Linked DNA regions of Mus musculus: region 1 is linked to region 2. A link is a contact called in public HiChIP or PLAC-seq data. All regions are on one chromosome and are shown on one strand. The core of a region is the stretch at or near the end of the contact, and the rest is flanking DNA. Distances in the headings are between cores, read along the strand shown.

Region 1 (6,933 bases), core at 4,384-6,883, 160 kb before region 2:
CCAGCTAGCATGCTCAGACTGAGAATGTCACAGGGAGCTGGGACAAGGTGATGGAGGGAGACAGAGTGGGGTCGTGTCAACTGGGGTGTGGAGGGACAGTCAAAAGAGGTCTCTCTGGTCAGTGATATTTAGCTGATCGCAAACGGCATGTGCGTGCCGGGAGCCTCAGTAAGCTGTCAACCATGGAATTCTCTCAGCAGTGACACTTGAGCAGGGCAAGCACAGGCTTCCATGTCCCTGGGTCACTACAGCTTCATCCTCCTGCTCTCCAGTCCGTCGCTTGACCATATCCCTTTCTGTTCATTAAAACCCAGCTTGAACATCATACCTGTCCCTGATACCCACTGCAACTCTTTTGGGGGCTGGTCATTACCCCTGGGGCCTTCTGCAGGCAGCTGCTCCATCTGGCCTGTGGCATGCAGTGACTTACCCATACCTGTGGCAGCATATCTACTCATGCAGCCCCTAGCACCCATCAGCTGCACACTGCATGAACTTGGATGTTCTATAGTTGGATGTATATCATGACAGACATTCAAATGCAAGGACATTTTAAACTGTTGGGCAACCTGGGTCCACTCTCCTGTACCTACACCTCCTCTGTCACTGTAAGCAATACAGAGCAACATGTATCAGCCTCCTGAAGGAGAGCAGTGCTGTGTGGGTGGCACTTAGAGTCACCATAGAAAGGTCCTAAAGCGATATTGTTACCTGCGACTTGCAGTCTTTTCCTCAGTGAGTGCCAAAACAGTGTTACAGGTGTGGAAACATGATTAAGAAAGCATATATGATGCCCCACCCCACCCAGCTTTGAGAGCAGAGTCATAGACTTGCAGACACTGATAGAATAAATAGTGAGCAAGGATGTGATGTTACCAGCCTCATTAATACAGCCTGTATCAGACTATGGGTTTTAGACACAGGACATCATCTGCCGTCTGGACACAGATGTGTGCAGAGCACCTGAGGCCGCAGCATCAGTGGGGCTGCTCAGTCGTTAGGAGCTGGGCACTGGGATCAGAGGTATGAGATGCTGTGAACACAGCCTCTGTTCCTTTCCTCCTCTAAGTGCCACCCAAACAGAGCATAAGAGGTGCTCCCCACACAGGGCTGTGGTCAGAGCTCCCCACACTGTGCCAGCCTGTAAGAGGATTGCTATGGACACAGGTTCAACTACAAAGCACCAGCAGTATCAAGACCCTGTCTGGACACAGATCGTCCCCCACTAGGCCTAGTACAGGCAGTGCCTCATGTCACAAACACCTGGGGGAGGCTGTCCCTAGTGTGTTCTGTCCCTGGGTCTTAATGTGCACTGAGGCGGAAGCACTGAGCCCAGTGGTTACACTGTGTCCTGCTTCTCCAGAGCATAAGGACAACTGTGGGATGTGAGGCCACTTATTTCCCAATAATGTCTTATTCCTATGGGACATTGAACTGGAAGGAACTTTGGAGAGATCAAATGAGAAGCCAGTGTGTGGCTGGGCTGCACATTCTATGCATCTGTAATAGCCATGTCAGTGCAAGGATGTCACATGGGAACAGGTATAGATGGTATCCACATAGTAGTGAGGGATGGGATGCAGGGGATAACTTAACGTGAGGACTCTTTTTTCTTCAAGCCTGGATTTTGAGTCTCCCATCACCCCCATCCACACTCACTGCCCCAGCTCAGTGCTAAGGGAGTGTCAACCTCTTGAGCTTGCTCTGAGACTTCTCCAAATAGGAGTCACTGCCAGTACCACCTGGTGCTGAACTCAGTACAGCCCAAGAACCCAGAAAGGCTCAGAGACATTACTAGGTCAGCCCTGTGAATAGTAGAGTGGCCACAGCCCATGGAGCACATTTAAAGTTGCTGATTCTGCCACCAACATCCCCTTCATGTTCCTCAGAGACTAAAGGTGAATGGCTGCGACCATCTCTCCCTCCCACACCTCTCTTGCCTGTCTATTCTTAACTTCTGGGGTGTAGGTGACTTCACATGAGTTAACACAAACTGTCCTGGCTCTTTGCACCACTGACAGATAGCCATGCAGCTCAGTGGTGAGCCAGGAAAGTCGACAGCTTGGCCAGGCTGGGCACTGTTATTTAATCCCCTATTATAATTTATGTTCACACAGCACTGTTCAATTTACATTTAAGGATCTATTATGTAAGTGTCTTGTAAACTGGGCAGGAGAATCCCTTTGCTGTTATATAATGTTTAGGTTCATAGTTCTCAGCGTGTGTCATCCACAGATGCTTTTAAGGAAATCTGCCGCTGTCTTCATCCATGATCTTGAGAGATCCACTACAGTATCAGACAATTAGTTTCTATTTGTGCCTAATTCCTTTCCTTTTTTTCTTCTTTCTTTTTTTTTCTTTAAAGATGTCTGGGTTTTGTTTTAAATATTGTCGACACTTATCATTGCCATTTTAAAACATTTTTACATCTTATACAAATAATCCATAAAAAGATAAAAATATAAACCTCGGTTATGTCCCCAAACCATCACTGTAGCCTTATCTAAACCGTGAGGTCCTCATATTGGAAGGGAAAAGCACACTGGCATTTTTATCCAATCCGAAGATGCCACAGCACGGGTACCAATGGACATCTGGGGCAGGGCTGTAACAGAGAAGCCTTGTTCCAGAGGAGACCAGGGGGCAGAATGTTCAGCACACTGACAGCCCCATCACAAAGGACCAGGTGTTCCCGCTGAACATTTTTAAATATAGAAATAGACCTTGAAACTATACACTAACTACTTTCTTAACAATAAAATGAAGAAAAAGCATATATCAGGTGCTTAAACACAGCACACATTTAACACTACACAACACATTTGTCACGGGCAGCTGTGCACTCTGCTCTGAGCTTCTTGGTGGACGAAGCAATAAAGGTTAACAGATTAATTATAAAGTGTGCATTACCCTTAAAATAGCAACAGACTAAGCAGAAACATAGATCACTTTGATGCTAAAGCTCAGAGAATTGTCTCCCAGGGGTCTTAAGGAGGCCATAACAGCATAAAGGACGGAAGACACTGGAGAGGGGGGTATTGTAAAGTACAGATCCTGGGGAGATGGCTTGTTGGGTAAAGCACTTGGTGGACAAGCACAAGCCTGAGTTCGGGTCCTCAAAGCCTACACAAAGCCAGACACGGGGCACATCAGCAGTAGCAGCACTGTAGTGAGATGGGAGGTAGAGACAGAAGAATCATTGGAAGTTCATAAGCCTACTAGCCTGGGGTAAACACACTCTCCCCTCTTCCTCCCTCCTCCCTCTACCTCTCCTTCTCTTCCCTGTCTCCTTTCTCTCCACCCTCCTCCTCTGTCTTCTCCTCCTCCTCCTCCTCCTCCCCCCTCCCCCCTCCCCCTCCCCTTCCCCCTCCCCTTCCCCCTCCCTCTCCCTCTCTCTCTGTCCCGGCTCAGAAGATGGGAGGAAGGTCTGGAGATCTTCACATACTTCCCCTGGGAGTCAGATATGGAACCAGAAAGTATCAGAGGAACAATTACCCTCCAATGTTCCCTGCCCTGTAATTCTGGAGACAGCACTGGGCTGACCCTGTGAAGGGATGAGAGGCTGAAGCCTCTGGGGACAACACTAAGCTGTTGAGCCTCAGAGTAACATTGTTTCACATCTTTCAGAAATGACAGATGCTGCCACTTTGTGTCCCCAACCCTCTTCTGCACACTAGTTGCTTCCATGGGGGCTGGGAGCAGTGTTGAGTTCATGCATGTTGACACAAACAGCCCTGGCTCTTCATACCTCTAACCAGCCACCTGTTGCCACATGGCTTGGTGCTGTGCTCATTCTCCTCAAGTGAAAACTGAAGCTATGCAGAGTATGTACCCACCACAGGACACTTTTGCAAACCTTCCAGGAGACCACAAATGCACAGCGCCAAATAAGCCACTGGACTGCAAAACGGACTCAAGCAACAGTTACCTTACGACGATGACTGTCTCCAAGGTGATGCCCACAGTACTTAAAGTGCCCATGGTGAACTGGGCTCACATTCACTCTTACAGTTAGGGCAAGAGAGAAAGAGAAGACAGAGAGTGGGGAGGAGGAAGGAGGGAAGGGGAGGGAGGGAGGGAGATGAAGCAAAGATTCACTGAAGTTTGTTAGTAGTGTAACCTCTACCTATGCAGTGGATGTGCACACTCTAGATAGGACAAGCTTTTGAGCAATTAGAAGCAGCAGATAAGATTATTATTTCCAAAGCCCAGCAGCCAAAAGCCCAAGAGCTTGCATCGTGCCCAGCCTCCTTTGCAGTCTCAGCAGCCTCACATCATGCAGTGAGGTAGCAGTGCCCAGTTTCCCACCCTTGGGAGCATCACACAACCCCCCTGTTCAAATGCAGAGTTCAAGGTGAGCAAGCAGGAGAGGTGGCTCTTCTGTTCGGCGGTACAAGTGTGCCTGGCGCTGTTTTCCTTGAGACCCTGTGTTCTCTGTGGCCCTGTGGTGGCGGTCTGTTCTGGATCCAGCAGAACACAATGTACAGAGAGAAGCTGGGGATCACTTAACCGCTGTGCTAATGTGCTAAGTGCCAACCCCTGAAGGATGCTATTGAGCTTTAATCAGCTTCTCACTCAGCCCCAGAACAAAGGCCTCCTCCAGGGAGCACAAACAAGAGGCTGTACAACCCATCACTCCAGAGATGCCTGTCCAGAGTCTTGGCCCAGGCAAACCATCAACCAACTGGTCTAGGGGCAAGGCTGTCATCTGCTCCACAGGGGGGCTCTAAGGAAACTTGTGTTAATAGCACCTGTAGCCTGTTTATTCAATCATGTTACATACTCTCCAGAAGGCCTGCTGGTGGCTTCTATGCCTGTGCCGATGACAAACAGCTCATGAGGATGCCTAGCAATGACAGTAGCAGTTCCCAGCCAGTTCCTCCTGCCAGGAATATGACCTTGTTCCTTTAAATGACCTGGAATCTTTTTAACCAGCCCCACTATCTCCTCTTCACAAAGTGAGGGAGACCCCTGGCCACAACTGCGAAGGACGATTGCTATCTAAAGCTACCTTTCTGAGGCCAAGCTCATGTCTGGATATCCCCACTCTCTAGGTGATCGCCACATCTCTAGGCGATGCAGAGGAGAAACTCCACATTCCTTTAGCTGCACCCTGTCCCCCACCGTGGGTGTCAACAGCTTTGCACCAAGTATAGTGTCTTGGCCCAGGCTTTGAGCACACCACACATGAAACCACAGAAGATGGCCCCAAGCAATGAGTAAGATAGGGAACTCCAGAATTCTCGGCAGGAGGCACTGTCTGAGAACTGCTGCTGCCCAGAACATCTCCCAGAAGGCTGGCTGGGTACTCCCTAACTGTCTGATTCCTATGCCCACTTTCCCTCCCACGGCACCCCAGTAAGACATCTCACCCTCTCCCTAAGGCACAATAAGTCAGAGGCAAATGCGCCTCTCAGTCTCCATGTAGTAGCAAGGACTACTTAGAGGGGAGCAGATAAACAACTCGTGGTATCTCCTCAGTACTTGAAGGTGATAGCCAGCAGGTCCAGTGGCACACACTTGTGACTCCAGCTGAAGAGACTGAACGGGAGGATCTGGAGTACAAGATGATCCATCCTACAGTATGAAATCCTATCAATGGTGCCTTTGTATTTAATGTTCTTGGGGGGTGGGGCTGTGGACACAAGGGGACACACAGCCCTTTGCAGGTTGTTCCCAGGACACAGCCCCAGGACTGTGAGACCAGGACTGTGCCCATTCACCCACATATATTTGGAGAGCAAGCTCAGTAACCCTGAAGGATGGGACAGGCAGTAACACATGACACTACCCCTGCAGAGGGGACCCCAGCCTCATTGTGGATGCCCACACCAGGCATACAGGGCATTGTCATGGGTGCAAGATGAGAATCACTTCGCTCAGAGAAGCCATGGAACACACAGAAGAAAAAAAAATTAAATTTGGAAATAGCAAAAGAAAACGCTATGGAAACCCCAAACACTCTTGGGAATACCGTAGATGATGTGTTGCCATGGCAACCGGGGGCTGAATTATTCAGCAGTAGAATGTGGATGGTCCTAAGGCACACAGGCAGAGAGCCAATTAGACCATTCCCACGAGGAAGACACAGAGACACCAGAAGCCACCTCTGATCTCCGGGGTAGACTCACAGCCTCCTGCTGTCTGTGTCTAATTCTGGGATCCTTTTCCATTTTCAGATGTAGTGAAACTGAGACGCTGATGTATTACATCCTAGAGTCTAAAATTAGTTCCCAGTTCTGTGAGTGAAGGGGAATCCTGGTCCTGCAGCCTTTGTCTTCTGTACCTCTTAGGCATTCGTAAACCAAGTAGCTCTGCAGCTTCCAGGTCCACCCTTTGCAGCTAAGGTGCTTGCAGGTGACCCACAGCCTCACCCTCTGAAGTCCCACTCCTGCAGGTGCCCTGCAGCCCTGCCCTCTGCCAGTGACCCACAACCCCACACTCTAGGACCCACCCCAGTCAGTCCTACATTCTGAATGTGCGCTATAGCCCTGCCCCTTGAAGTTCCACCATCTATAAATGCTCTTTAGCCCTGCCCTCTGTGGTCCAACATGGGGCAGTTTCCCTCTGGCCTGACCCATGGCACAGACTGGTTGCTGGGTAACCATCACCTGGTGGAGCCCAGAGAGTACAGGAATCCACCATTTGTTCCCATAGGTCACAGCCAGACTTTGGGGCAGGAGGAGAGCCTGAGCCCACTGTGACTGAGTGCAGAAGGATGCTAGTGAACCTCTCACCCTGTGGCACATAGCATGTGATGCACATTCTACCCCACGAAGTGTGACACTGTATGTACACATTCATGTAAGCACAGCTTCTCCCAAAGGGCTCAGGGGATCTAGCAAAGCTGGACCCATATTCTTAGAGGGAGATAACTGGATGGGTTTTATGAGGGGCTGTCTGTAGCAAGCCCTAAAACAGCAAAAACATGTC
Region 2 (7,659 bases), core at 4,844-7,343:
GCTGTTTCCAACATGGAGACCATAGTGCCACATGACTACCAAACACTTGAAAAGGGGCCAATGTATGTGGAGAAATGCAATTGTCATTTTAACTGTGTTTTGTGTGTGTGTTCAAGATGTCACCTGCAACCAGTGGCTAGAGTGACAGTCAGGCCAGAAAATGTCCATCCGATCAAAGGAGGGAGGTGGGGCTGTGAGATGTCCATCAAATCAAAGTGGGAAGGCAGGGCTGTGTGGTCAAGAAGACAGAAAGGGAGCTGTGCTCTGACATATTTGCATCCAGTATGCTCAGTTCTAACCAGCCATGGCCAATACCTAAAACACTGCTCATGGCCACTGGCTTCTATGTGTGAGCCAGGGAACAGGAACTCCAGAAGTATCCAATCACATTCTGTGTGGACACCCCACACTTCCACAATTAGTAGAAAACACTGCAAGTTTTCAGACTCTGTTTTCATAAAGCATGTAGTTTTTATTTTTAATAACCCTGAAAAACTGACAAGGTAATTACTGCGTAGTTCTACTGCTAATTAAAACATGTAGTCGCTCTGCAAGGGGCCAGAGGGAGATTCCCAGAACTCAGGACTCCAGAGGAAGAGAACACTCGAGGAATACAAATAGAAAGAGCTGTGATCCCTGTTAGCTATACTGTCCTTTGCTCCTCGATACCCCCAGGCAGAGGACCCCATTGAGGGTCAGAGACGAAGGAGTGCCCAGAACCAATGGGCACATCACAGACTCGCTCTTCTGTAGAGTACATGAGAGAAAGAAAGAGAAGGAGACAAAAAAGCTTGAGGCAGTCTCCAGGGTGGGAACGGAGGCAGGGCCCAGAGTGGGAGGTCACAGGGCAAGTGAAAGTTTCCAGGAGGCCAGAGGCAGCTGGATACAGAGCTGTGGGAGAAGGTGTTAAGACCGACTGTCCCATGATGAAACTGTGATAAAGAGAACATTCTAACCAGCTGGAGCTTCTGCCCAGCTATAGGAGGAATGGACCATGGAGGAAGCAGGCACCTCGTCCAGAGTCTACAGGGCTGTGCCTCTCCATCAGTCTGCAACAAGGCAAAGGTGACCCACTTCCGTAGAAGATAGATAGCTGTAAGTTCCTCCTGGATCATTCCCACCTGGCCTATGCCAAACCTCATCAGTTGATAAAGGATAAAGGTCAGGGGGTCACTCCATACCCTAAAATCACAGGATGGCCCTGCCACACAGAGAGACCCTGACCACCACAGACAAGATCACTGAGTGGAGAAGACTTGGTTGGAGGTACTGCCTCATTATACAAATGGTCCCTCCATGTTAAAGCCTGAATGAAGGTCCATCTGAGGCTACGCGAAAACACTCCAAAAGGCATTACAAGTGGCTGTGGGCTGGTCTGTGGTCCTGGCATCTGGAGCCCAAGGAGATGAGCTTCAAGTGGGCAAAGGGGAGACCGAGAGTAGCACAAGGACACACCTGGAAGAACGAACAAGGCGGGAGAACGCTGGAGATGGAAATATAAAGACAGCATGGGGTGCAGGGGGTGACCAGAAACCTGACAGCTCAAGGAGAAAGAGCTGGATTCCCTGGGGACTCTGAGATCCTTGGAAGGAGAGACGCTTGTAGGAACACTCCATGGCTTGTTGCAAGTTTCATTCTGGAAGAAAACCTCACCCCGGATTAGGTACAAAGTACAATTTACAAAAAGAACCCTGCAAATTGCAGAAGGAGCCATGACTGGAGCTGAGACATTGACACACAGGGACAACCAACTTGGGGGAAGTAACTTGAGCCCTGCAAGCCGGTCCACGGCACAGAGGGGGATGCTGAGAAACTGTACAAGAGGAAGCCACAAGAACACGCTCAGTGCAACTGAGGAATTGCAAGTTATCACAGATCCCATTTGTCACCCTTCGTGCTAAGAAACACAAACTCATGACCTGGGGTATTGGCAAGATTTGGGGCAGAAGGTAGTGTCACCGTCTGCAACAGCTCCCGTAAGAAGTGTGAAACAGTATATACTGAGCAGAAAGGGCAATGTCATCACCGTAACAAGTGTGGACTCCTATGGCTCGGAGATCCCATGAGCTGGCATCCGGCTATCATAAGAGCACTAATCAGACTTTGCTCAGGACACCAGCACCATGTTATCCACCATGGGTAAACACGGGACACAACACAACTCCTCACAGCTAAACTAGAAAGCACATTCCTCAGACTATCGCTGCATGACTGCTTACAGAGAGGAGGCGGCTGGGAAATGCTGTCCTCTGAGTACAACAGGTATTATCTCTGTCCCATCTACTGGGACTATCTGCAAAAGACCCCTGAGGTCAGGTGCATTGACTGCAAAGATTCTCTTACAGAGGAGGGGCTAGAGGGCTAATGAACTCCGACCTGAGATCCCAGCCCCTCCTCTCCTCCTCTCCCTGTTAGTTGTATATAATTCTGTCCTACGTCCTTAATGAAATGTGACCTTGTAGCCTTGGGAAGTGCTACAGTATATGAGACCATGGAGGGGTAAAGAACTCCATTCATCCACCCTGGACGGTTGGCCATGCAGTTGTTATCCATGCTGGGGTTAGATCCTCTGGTAGTGGAGCTGTTTTGAAGTTGCCGACATTCCCGTAAGTAGCCACTCATCTATGTTCTGTAAGGAAACCCAATAAACTCTCAGGTTTTTCCATATTAGATTTTGATAGAATTGTGTCTAGATCAGTCATTGGTTTTCTAGAGGGAAGGACTAGCCATTCAGTTACATCTCCTCAGGGCGAGAGTTCTCTAAACAGACATAGACACAGTGGTATGGTAAGCTCCCCATAGCCAAGGCAATTAGATCACACAGTGAAGACTTGCCCACATGCCACACCCCTGTGGCTGTTTTCCACCCATCTGGTCCTGTATCAGGAAGGGAAGAGCAAATATCAGAGTGGGGGACTACAAGGTAGTACTGATGGGGAGAACGAGGGGCCAAAGCAGCCTGAGCTTGGTTTTCCAAGAACGTTTTTGAGATTTGACTAAGAGAATGTCGTTAAATTCAAAATGCCTTGAGGAAGGGTAAAAGCAATTTAGGACTGTTTTATAAAAACAAAGACTCTAGATGGAGGTAGGCCATTCTTCTATGTACCTGAATCTGGCCATTGTGCCGCTACTGGCTGGGTTCAGCATTCAGGAGTGCCCAGCTAGAGCAGCAGGTAGCCAGAGGGAAGGGAACCTGCATGGAGGGTCAAATGAAGGGCTGTGACAAGAACTGACTAGAACATCAGACTCTCTGGAAGCCCTGGCACATCCCAGGCAGTCAGGTGGTACATCACATTTAGCTTGTCTCCCACAACCTTCCACATATGCAAGCACCTTCCACACCCCACCCTTACTGTTTCAGGTTTGTGGATGTCTCTCAACCTGAAGATTTTCTCTTTGGCCAGAACTCCACTGCTGAACACAATCCACAGATGCTCAATACCTGGCCCTACAGTTCATAGAGTTTTAGACTTTTCACTCCCCCATAGCTGCTCGCTTGGCTCCATTCTAACCATTCTAACCTGTCGACGGCTCCAGCACATGTCCTCCCATGCTAGATTTCATCCTGGGCGTCGGAGCCCTCCTCCCTGCTCCCTCGTGGACAGATAGCAGCCCACCTGCCAAACCTGTTACTGCCTCCCACGGATGCATCAGCTCATGGACAGCCAAAGAGCTAAATCCACCATCATTTCAAGTTTGCCTCTTTTTACTGCCAAAGAGACAAAGGAGTGGAAGTAGTTGTCTGGTAAGGGACCATTCACCTTCCACAGTATCTCTGAGAGCTAGGAAAGCTATCTGCCATGGGTGTTACACAGGACTAAGGGAAGACTTCATTAATGACTTAAGGGTCTGCTTGCTGCAGCCTGCCCTGGAAACTATGGAAATCAACTTGCCCTCCTAGAGTCAGGGACTCCCTCTCCTGGCACATTGAGGTGAGCAGATGTGACTGACTCTGCCAAAGTCCTAACAAAGACATCTTATAAGACTCGGTGGGTTTATGGCTTAAAATTTCCATAACAGGTCCTGGTACCCACAGAGCTACTTTATTTTTGTTTATTTATTTATGTTGGTTATTGCATTTTATTTACATTTCAAATGTTGTTGCCTTCCTGGTTTCCCCTCCACAAAACCTCTCATCCCATCCCCACTGCCCTTTACCTCTATGAGGGTACTCCCCTATCCACTCCCCCCCCAATTCCCACCTCACTACTCTAGCATCCCCCTACACTGGGGCCTCCACAGGACCAAGGAGCCATGGCTCCCTCCATATGTACTCTGTAGTTGGTGGTTTAGTTCCTGGGAGCTCGTGGGGGTCCAGTTAGTTGATATTGCTGTTCTTCCTGTGAGATTGCAATCCCCTTCAGCTCCTTCCGTCCTCCCCCTCACTCTTCCACTTTGGGTCCCTCAGAGCTACTTTTTAAAAGGGGGTTTTCTGGGCAGTATAGCTCTTATGGAATCTCTCCCTACAAAGGCAGTCTTTGCTGGCCCCTGGGATTTAATGCCATTATTTAACAATCATTTAACACCATTCAGCCCCCATTCATGAGTCCTTGGATTTAAAGAGAAGTGTACAAAGGAAGGCAAGGCAAGGTGTTATCAAACAGCAACTAAGAGGGATTGCACCTCATGAAGACACAGAACTGAGCCCCTCCACTTGACACACACACCAGCTCTGATTTTTTTTTTTTTTTTGAAAGATCCATTTCAGAAGCTCTGACTTCTCCCCAGAAGTGAAAATTGCCTTCTGGTGGAGAAAGGTTTTAATGATCACTTTGCTTCCTGCGTCTCCATGGTGACAGAGCACACAGCCCACCCCCTCCTGCTTCATTAGGCCTTTCTTGGTCCCAAGGAAAGTCATCAATCAAGCCACATAGATGCCTCTGTGACCTGTTTATCACCTAAACAATCCACATTGCCTTGAATGTGGAAGAGTGGACACAGAGCAGAAAGAAACCCCGGCAATGCCCGTTGGCCTCACACCCTTCATTTCCCCACAGCAGCTCTGTCCAGCACACCTGTCCCGGGAGGCGGGCGCGCCCAGGTGCGCCAGACCTGGCTGGAGTCCTGGTGCCCATTGACAGCCTTGGGCACGGTGGCTGCAGGAGTGTACTGCTGCCCTGATCCTTCGGGTGGGGACCCTGTACAGGACCATAGAAGGGCCTGGACAGAGGGCAGAGTAGGCACCAGCCCTGGGCGGAGGTGACACGAAGACCCTTCCACTGGTCAGTCAGCTGCCCACCATGGCACTCCCTACTGGGGGTTCAAAGACCAGCAGCCAGCCAACAGAGCACACTGCAGAATACCTAGCTCTACCAGCAAAGCGGTTCCTCTCTGGACAAAGGGCTCCGAGGCAGCCCTGTTTGCTGGGGACAGGAATCACGGGCCCTCGTGGCACCTGAATCGGATCGCTGTCCCCCCCAGTAAAGGCGGGGGCGGGGGGAGCTGTGGCGCGTGGGGACATGGTCCCCATGCCACCTGCCTCGTGTCTCCCCCACCCCGCCTGGCCGCCCCCGCCGGGCCCAGTACCTGGGTTCTCCCCGGCGTCCGTGGAGGTGGCTGAGGAGTCGCTGAGGAAGCTGGGGTCACTCTGCGAGCGGCCCCGCGACACAAGGCAGCTGCTGCCGTCCTCGGATGCGGCCATGGGAAAGGCGACGCAGGGGCAAGTTGGAGGGAGATGCGGAATCAGAGCATCCTAGGCGGCCAAGGTCACCGGCGAGGGGGCTGGAGAGGGCGTCTTTTTTAAAAGGAAAAGCAAAAGGGACCAGGAAAGAAAAAGAACGGAGGAGGACGCCAGGCTGGCTTCAGGGTGGGGAGACAAAAGCCTTGCAGGCTGCAGCCAGGCGCATCCCGGCTTGCGCGGCCTCGCTTTGTTATTTATTCGTATTTATTCCCATTCTTCTGCTTATATTCCAGGGGAAAAAAAAAAGTTGAACCAGGAAATAAAAACTTTTTCTTGTCAGTGTTTATGGCGTGCTTGGGGCTGGGGGAGATGTCCAGGAATGTCTGGGGGTGCTCCCTCCCCCCACCCCACCCCCCACCCCCCCGAAAAAAAGGGAAAAAGGAGAATCTTTGCTCTTGCAATTGCTTTAATCTGAAAGCTGTTCTTGGAGCATCTGTTGGAAAACATTAGGATTCTCCCATCATGCCATGGGAGGAGCATGACGTCACGAAGCTGGGAGTGAGAATGAGTGGTGATGGGGAGGGGTCTCAAATACCTGGACTGTCAGAGGCCGGGGAGACATATGGACTGGATCGTAGGTTATGATCCGCCCACCACCATACCTGGGGCTCTAGGACAGAAAGCAGCCACATGCCCTCTCCCCCCTCCCCAGTCTTTCCTCCCACCCCGCCCTCCACCAACAGGAAAGGAGGAGCCCTGAGGCGAGGGCGGTGCCTCCCTTGAAGGCACTCTCCAGGCAGATCCTGGCGGCTGGTTTTCCTGGCCCTCCTCTTGGAGATGGTTATGACATGGTCTTCCCTATGCTCACCTATCCACAACGAAAAGGGGGCAGCATCAAGTGCCTGGTCAGGACCTGTGGGGCACTACTCTCTTCCCCTCTATCCATTCCTTAGCCCATAGGCATAGGTGCCTGTCAGGGAGTTTCACCTTTAAGGAAACTGAGGGGACCAAGGACTAGAGGGAACAGCAAGGAAGTTCCCTCCCCCTTGCCTAAGGAAGCCTTTCTCCCTTTCCTAGGAGGAGCTTGGAGGTGAGCTGGCAACTCCTCTCCCCTGCAGTGGGAAAAACTAGGAAAGGAAAGTCTTATAAGGGTCGGGGACCTTGCTGTGTCACCTCGCTGGGTTGGAAGATGCCCAGGGGATACTGCAAGAAATAGGAAAAGTGCTTAGACTTCACTCTTGGGCAGATGATGGCTCAAGTTCCAAAATAAAGTTCTAAAATTCAAAGCAGCATAGAAAACCCACTCTTTCTGATCACTGGGCACACACTAGGCAGGAGAGCCTTAAATTGTAGACTAGGTCATTCTCAGACCCTGGCTGGCACACACATTGTAAGGATGTGGCTTCCTGGTTGGTGTGCAGATCCCTGTCCAAGAAGTTCCCGGCCTCAGTAATCTGGAGTGGGAGCTCAATCTCCTCTTCTTTCCCTCCCTCCCTCCCTCCCTCCCTCCCTCCCTCCCTCCCTCCCTCCCTCCCTCCCTCCCTCCCTCCTTTCCATAAACTCTCTGGAATAAATGAACTAGATGCACCTCAAGACTGAGCAGGAGACCACCCTTCATGGTGGTCCAAAAACACAAGCAAACCAGCCATCTGTCAACTGATTAGTGTCATATGGTGGCTCCCACCTGTAATCCCCACATTCCAGAGGCTGACTGGGGTGGAATTCATGACTTTGGAGCCACCCCAGCTAGGGGCTAGACAGTGAAAACCTATCTCCAAGAAAAAGAGTGAGATGTAAGCATCGTGGCAGGCCAGGAGACACACGCACGAGAGAAGACAGCATGAGATGTTCTCTCTCTTCTGACCCCATTGCAAAGAGGCATTGAAGGATAAAAGTGAGGCTTTGTGGGTGCCCAGGACAGGGCAGTGAGCAGAACAGGAAGGAGATTATAGCCAAATGGGTGCACGGTTTCCTTGAGGTAACCCCAGATACTCAGGATAATCTAAAATTGGCCTGTGGGAACAGTTTCCTGACTCTAC

The links. HiChIP or PLAC-seq counts read pairs in DNA pulled down with a chosen protein or histone mark.
Region 1: an H3K4me3 HiChIP or PLAC-seq map of forebrain shows a contact between it and region 2, with 4 times the contacts expected there. The contact joins the enhancer-like site here to the promoter of Phactr3 in region 2. A contact is called at or near these places in 6 of 115 datasets of contacts at active chromatin or transcription factors (embryonic forebrain, embryonic hindbrain, embryonic stem cells and 3 more) and 1 of 9 other capture datasets (pancreatic islet).

The regions. Positions count from the first base shown.
Region 1 is chr2:178,303,166-178,310,098 of GRCm38.p6, reverse strand. The region is part of intron 8 of Phactr3 (phosphatase and actin regulator 3); the gene reads right to left. Among named protein-coding and RNA genes, the nearest start is that of Sycp2, 100 kb to the left of the region's middle. Within about 2 kb of position 5,633, at least 32 of the 459 cell types and tissues checked have an H3K27ac peak or open chromatin away from gene starts, as enhancers often do. A contact at or near this core is called in forebrain and oligodendrocyte precursor cells, where this site is marked.
Region 2 is chr2:178,140,367-178,148,025 of GRCm38.p6, reverse strand. It overlaps Phactr3 (phosphatase and actin regulator 3), which reads right to left and starts at 6,093. Exons shown (of 13, transcript NM_028806.2): 1 at 5,527-6,093. The coding sequence starts at 5,641.